Regions from separate parts of the Bicyclus anynana genome. Here region 1 is linked to region 2. The links are chromatin contacts, called in public Hi-C maps. All regions are on one chromosome and are shown on one strand. Each heading gives the region's core, a stretch centred on a gene start, on an enhancer-like site or on the middle of the called end of the contact. The rest is flanking DNA. Distances are from core to core; before and after follow the strand shown.

Region 1 (3,841 bases), core at 764-3,263, 97 kb after region 2:
TGTGTTCACTAAGGCTTGGAAACGCTATTACCAAGTATTCGTTACCACAATCATTATTATTAATATTGAAAACAAAAGGTGGCCAGTAAAAGAATGTAGGTAAGAGGTACCCTTCCACCTACACGGAAGATTGCTCGAATGTTCGCGTGCTACATAAAAAGCAATTACAGCTAACTGTAAAAATGGTGTACCTACTTAGTTAAGTAGGTACACCATTTTTACACCTTTTCGCATAGAAAGAAATTATGCACCCGTTTTTTTTTAATTTATCGTAAATTGAACTTATTTCGTTATTTGATTGGTAAAATAAGTGCCTTTATCCTAAGTTTTCATCTTTTTCATGGTCGATACCTACATTACCGTATTAGTTTCGACTCGTCGATGTTTGAGTGACTTTCTTTGCACAGTGAGATATTTTTTGATACCAGCTATGTGTCATGTCTTCTGATAAGTGAATATCGTAAGGCACGTGGCTTGTTGGTTGATTTCATGTATACGTAAGTTGATAAGGTTATGAAATGATAAGGTTTCAAGAATTTAATGAGTATGGCAGCCAAATATTGGATTCAGTCACGCAAAGGGCGTGCCAGATCAAAATACTTGTGCCCTCTGAAATCCCTGCTACCTGGATTATCTTTGAGATAAAGCTCTGAAGGTATTCCACAAAGTAAAAAGAACTGTTTCTTCTAAAATTTCCTCCACATTTTTAAATAGTAAAAATAAAATGGGGAACTCTTTCACAAAAAGTAAGTATTTTTAACTCGAGATTGTAAATTGATTTCTTAGAATAAGATTTAGACTTCTTATATTTCGGATAGCTTATAAGTTAGAAGTTATTTTTATTTTCGACGTAGGAATGTAAAATTACAAACAAAATAATTTGTTTCTTAAGATTAATCAATTAATTAATATACTTAACGTAGATATTAATATAGCAGATACCTACATAAATTAAAATAGTAATTTAAATAGAGATGTTTATTAAATAGATAATGTTTTTAAACAAACTACCTACGTAAAGTAGATGGAATATAAAATTGAACAATACAACCCTTTCAGTTACGTATTGTTAAGGATTACATTTCCGAGAACCTTGCTAATTATTTTTGCCGAAGGATACTGAAGCAGGCTATACGATTTATCGTAAAACCCAATTTAGAGCTGCGAGGCACGCGATTACAATCTTCTCACGACAGGGAAGGCGCGCAAACTTCTCATCTCCAGGGAAATCACGCACGCAAGAAACTTTATAGCAACACGTCCGTCCAAGCGATCCGCCCGGAGCGGCCAAGACGTCGTGCCACACACAGGCCGATCAAAAGAAATAACAAGACGCGGGCAATGCCTCTACGCGGTTGCCTCGCTTCTTTGTAAAACTTATTTCTATCCCACTTGATGCACTTTCATAAAATTTCAAAGTTTTTGCTCACTGTCACCAAACCACGAGTAGGAACCGGTAGAAGCAATGCCATTGTCACTTATAATGAACACTGACCGTAGTTGAATATGGTTGCAGGCTCAACCGGATCCCATCCTGAGCGAGACGTTCACGCAGCAAACGCTTCAGTTGTATTCGCGGTATTTTCACCAGTTCAGCCTTGCCCTCTTCGTATTCATCAGCATACTTCGCCGTTTCTATTGAGACGGTGGCCTGTTCTTTGCGTGTCTCCTCTTCACATCGGTAAGAGTCTCGAGCGGCAGCTGCTTCCTCCAAAGTGAAGTACACTGCTGCTGCACCCTCCTCTCTCAGAATTCTCACAGAATGCAGCAGCCGCTGACGATGTGTAGGATTGAGAACACCTATGGCGTCCAGATCGGGCTCGGCGACCTGTTTGCATATTTCTAGGTCGTCGTAGCCGTTATCAATAAAGCTCTCTGAATATTGGCCCAGGTGGAGCGATCGCAACCACTCGATTACGATGTTGCCGGTTGTCGAAGTGGCCATGTCGCGTCAAAACGCGGGGCGCATCACAAGGCGTGCTCGCGGCGCGGTCGTCGGCGAGAAACTGGCGACCACGCTCCCCTTTACCCCTCCTCTCCCTCCACCCTTCACGAGCCACGGCTGCCGTCCCTAAAAACTACGTGCTTTTGCTTTCTGACATTTTGTACATTTCACATCAAAGTAGATACATATACATACTTTTATACCTTAAAAACAATCAATGCTATTATTTATTTATAGTGATTTCAAATGTCTAAAGTCCAATGATTTATCTACGTACCTGCGAAAGATAATAACAAAGCCAGCGGGTGGTTGCCAGATCATGATTAACATGTTTATAACTACCTATCTAACCTCAGTAATAAATATTTTATTCGTCGGATAAGCTTTTTATTAACACTATAAAACACTTGATTAAAACAAGCTACCTAACTTATAGACTTACAGCGAGGACATCATAATTATTATATTAGTACTAGATGAAGCCCACGTTAAATTCTGTTTTATACATCTATCTGTCGAATTTCAGCCAAACCAAAGGTTCAGTAGCTGGAGCGCGAAGGAGTAACAAACAAATACACTTATCTACACACAAACTTTCGCCTTCAATAATATTAGTGTGATACCTGATATGAACTAAGAACTTATTGCATTTTGAAACAAGAGGAATTCACGCAAACTAGCCATCTCTCCGATACGGGGATGTACTTAAGTAACATTGCTTTATTTGCGTAATTTTTGTTCTTCTTTTCTCATCCATTCAGAATGTTTTTTTTTCGAAGTACAGTCAATTTCTACTGTCTAATGTCTTAGAATATTGTAGAAGTTAGTTTTAAATATTGAAATATATGTTTTATATATGCTCCATCACTAATCAACTACAAAGGTTTTCCTTGTTTCGAATAAACAAATTGCTCTCTTACTTAAAAACTAGGTATTTCTCTTTATCATGTCTCGAACAAGTCCCTTTCACGATAGCTACTGGAAAATTAGTATTCTATCTGCTACGACAAAATGAAATGATAAGCCCGCAAAAGCCTACCGCGATTTGCGCTATCGCCAGATGGACCAGATTATTTTAACCTAGTTCCTTCGCTAACCGATTCAGGGGCTCTTAGTTTTATTGAAAAATAAATATCTTATCTCTTAGTTTAATACAATTTGTACGGGACTCACACTATCTTTTATTATTTTGTCAATCATAATATTGTCAGGACTTTTTGTAGGTGAAATTGTGAAAATACTATTGATCTTACGAAAAACTAATTATAGCTGATTGATCTACGAATATTTGTTTATTCTATCATGCTAGTTTTAACCGTAAATTCTGAGCCATCCTCTGCTTTTATTCGTAGTAATCCGTAAACCTCAAACATATAGGTTGGAGCCTAAATAAAACTGGTCAAATTTTATTTATACCATTTGTAACAACAAACGTTAGCATGGCCTAACGGCGCCATCTAGAATCTATACTTATATTACGAATTCTGTACATTCTGTACAATGAAGATATTTTGCATCACGCTGAAACTACTGAATGAACTCAAATGAAACTTGGCACGGTTTAAGACCTTAATACGGAAAAGGTTATAGGATACTTTTTGTTGCGAAAATAAAATAAGAAGGGGGTGAAATAGGGGTTGAAAGTTTGTATGGAAAGTGTTTCATTTTTAGAATTCCAGTTTTAAAATATGTTCATAAATCATAAAAAAAATACGGAATATAATGGGATTAAAAAAAATTTAAAATGTAAACTCTAAAGTGGTGAAATAGGGCTTGAAAGTTTACATTGATTTCCACGCGGACGAAGTCGCGGGCGTTCGCTAGTATCTAAATACCTAAATATGTAAAATATACTATTATTGTGCCCACTCCTGATACAGTATTTTCCGGCTAGTT
Region 2 (3,697 bases), core at 450-2,949:
ATAATTTATAATGTACAAGTATCTATCTCGGCACTAACAATCCAAATAAAAAGACAAGCCATGTTGTAACTAACTTAGTTTATATTTACGTTCCCTAGTCACGAAACCTTGTAGTTGACATAGTTAATTACTTAATCAACATGCCTACCTGATTAAATTATGTAATTTGATGTAGTAAAGTTACCTGTCTATTTAAAATTTTAAACAATAGTTCCCGTAATATTATGATTAATGATTAATTTGCATTATGTGTGAAAATACACAAAGCGGACAAAAAGTACAAATTGTGTTTTGGGAATATATGAAAATTACCCTTTTTATCAATAAATAAAATTTAATTTTATTAAATTCGTCTTTTAAAGCTTTTCTTGCTATTCACAAGTTGTATTCGCATACCTACAGATTAAAAACTTGGGAGTAGACATTTCGTTTATCATTAATAATATCGCAATAGATATATTTCCTTGGATAATCAACCTACATCCAAGTTCTTTTCATGACCTACTTTACTAATCAAATTGATCCAATCGTCTGTAATCAGATGTAAATAAGTTGCATTACCATAATTTCATTATCTTCCTGCAAATCAGAAAACCTTATAAATTCAACCAAAACCTTGCTATAAATCAAATTGCAGTTATGCAATCAATAAGAATCTCTGTCAAAAGATACAAAATTTAACGTTTATTGAGAATTTAACGTTTATTGAGAACTAGCGGACGCCCGCGACTCTCTGTCTCTTTCTTTTTTACAAATCCCGCGGGAACCATGAATTTTCCAGGTTAAAAAGTAAGTATTCTGCTTCAAGGTCCAATTTATCTTTATACTAAAGGAAATGATCCCACTCTCCATAATATATTAATTGTCTACCCCAGAAAAGAAAATGTTATTGCGTCACAATTAAACTCTTACCTTTGGGTTGGTTGTAATGTCTAGATTAATTATAAATTTTATGTTATGTTGTTATTGCTTATATTATCATAACACTTACCTATCTTACTCACGCATTTTTAATATTAGAATGGATGGAATAAAAATATTTCAGTTCAACCCTCCAGCGTGCCTTTACTTGCGTGCGTGCATTGCCAGTGCGGTGAAAAACGGTGTATAATTTGGCGACTATTTTTGGAATTCAATTGCATTAAAAAGAAATGCTTCCCGCCATCCCCGCTTATCGCCGCGCTTTGTCCCCCACCATTAAGCTAATTTGAATGGTGCACAGCCTCAAAAAGCTGTTGTTCGATTCCATTCCTTTATTTTTGCGGCTCGATTGTGAATGTTGCATGGCTTGCATTTACAAAGACTGGCATTGATGGCGGCATTTACAAAACTGAATCGGATCTTCTTTATTAAGGAATTTTATGCTCGCAGTGCGGTGGATTGGTTGACAAAATTTTAATTTTTTTCAAACACTTTCATCTTTTTGGTACTTTTTATTGCATTACATTTCCTTAGAGAATATCAGTATTTGTAAGTCATTTATCTCACCGTTTTGTGTATTTTAAGCTGCTGTCTTCAACTTTTAGTTTATGCATTCGGAAATAGATTGTAAAAACTTTAGTTTTAGACGGAATAATCCCTCAGTAAAAATGAAATCAGATAACCGGCAATCACAACTGTCATCGCATTAACTAATGATCACTGTCAAAGGAAATGTGAATCTTAAAGCCAGAGGTATTGGGTTCAAAATAAATGAAAGCTGAGGGTCCGATGTGACGAATACCAAGGAACAAAGTCGTGGGCGCAACCGGTGACAAACGACTCCTTCTGTCACAGCAGTGATAAATAACTGATTATGTTACACGGCATTTTGCCTTCATAATTAATTGAAAGCAGTTATCAGTATGCAATTAGATCCCCGCCTTTAATTACAAACCATTAAATTTATAATATCTTTACATTTCACATAAAATACCGCAACGCAAATAAATTAAACAAAATTAATTACAATATTATATTTCACATGAAACCTGAGGGCACGCTTTATATTTTATGATTTTATATATTGTTTGAATTGCAAGCTCAAAGTCGCTTGCGTTTTTATAGTTTGCTTTTCAACCGGTTCCACGGTAATAAATACCGCGCACTTTAAGCGATCGGGCGTTCGAGCTTAAGGAAGCTACTTCATTTATATTAGTAATGGTCATTTGTTACTGTTGAGAATTGAATGGGAATTCTTAATACTTAATGAGGAAGGAGTTATGTTCAGGATGGATTTATTTATACAACGCATTTATGTATTACGTCTGTGAGGTCTGCGATGATTTGTCACATTTGAGGTTATAATGAAAATCTGTTGAAATGATCGCTTACAGAAATAGTCGCAGCTATTTCGGTGCAAACGACTATAGTAGTTAATTGCCGCATTTTTTTCGCGCCCGACTGCCACGGATTCCGTAATTTGTCTTCCCAGAAATGAGTCGCGTCGTCAAATGCAAGCGACATGTAGATACGGATCGTTTTTTTCTACGGACACCCCTCGAATTTCGGCTGGCGTAAATAATGTTTAGGAGAATACCCGGGGGTAACTTTAGACGAGCAATTACTGTTTTAACTGCCGAGACAGAAACGTCAAACGTAACTTATTTTCGGGGTGGAATATCCGTTGTTTAATTTTCTCTTTTTTTTTAATTGATTTAAAAGCTTTGCGAGACTATAGTAAATATATAATGCGTGTATCGGGTGAATAATTGAATTCGGATTGGCGCGCACTGCGGTCACATTTCAGGACGTAATGCAATCAATAATTTGACGTGTACAATGCGGTGAACACTTAACGACCACTGAAAAGATTTACGTTTGTCATTTAATTGTTTTACGACAGCCTTCGCTTGTATCAAGCTTTTGGGTTGATCATAATTATTGCGAATTCCGTGAACCGATGTTAAATGAAATGATATCCTTTAGCGACTTTATCCGATTTTTTTTATATCAAGGATTTAAATTACAATTTACATTTAAATCTTGATTTTAATTAAAATTTTCTGCTTTATGGTGTTGTAATGTTTGTTATAATAAATGGAACCTGGTAAAAGCGTAGACTATACTAACTTTCTGCTTTTATAAATTACAAAGTTTGTTTTCACCTGCTATTTATCTAATTTTCTCTAAATTTGTTCTCTATTATTAATTATACTACTATTATAAAAAGGTACAGTTTGTAGTGTCATAGGGGATAATCTCTGGATCTACTAAACCGATTTTGACAATTCCTTTAAAGGTAATTTATAGTTACTAGACATCCGCTAAGAACGGATTTCGCGACAGGGCCGGATTAAGAAAGTTTGAGGGCGGACGATGTCAACGGCATCAGATTGTATAAGCAAAATATACGCAATAATTGTTTTATAATAATTTTCAATTTATTCAGTACAATTATTTACATTTCTACCTACCTACACTAAAATACAACTTAAAACGAACTAGTTACCATATCGCTCTAATATGTAATGTAATAACTTCATAGTAATAACGAACCATCTTTACGAGATGAACGTTCTTTCATGTGTCATTTAAATTTAAATTACATTGTATTTTAATGCTCACAATGTAAGTTCATATTCTGGTTAAATTGCGGACGTAGTTTATACAGTTCATAACGTGTATGCAATTAAAATATTCATGAGATAATTCTTTTGAAGTCCTTTTACGAGTATGAGTAAGATTTCGTAGGGAGCTACTTGAAAATGATGAATTA

Evidence for each region. Hi-C and Micro-C count contacts between places; a contact is called where the count stands out from the background.
Region 1: a Hi-C map of whole body shows a contact between it and region 2, with 1.7 times the contacts expected there. The contact joins the promoter of LOC112055865 here to the enhancer-like site in region 2.

What each region holds. Positions count from the first base shown.
Region 1 is chr12:7,003,471-7,007,311 of ilBicAnyn1.1, forward strand. LOC112055865 reads right to left here and starts at 2,014. Exons shown (of 12, transcript XM_052884870.1): 1 at 1,496-2,014. The coding sequence starts at 1,945.
Region 2 is chr12:6,906,417-6,910,113 of ilBicAnyn1.1, forward strand. All of the region lies in intron 1 of LOC112055865, which reads right to left. Among protein-coding and RNA genes, the nearest start is that of LOC112055865, 97 kb to the right of the region's middle. Within about 2 kb of position 1,700, at least 7 of the 8 cell types and tissues checked have open chromatin away from gene starts, as enhancers often do.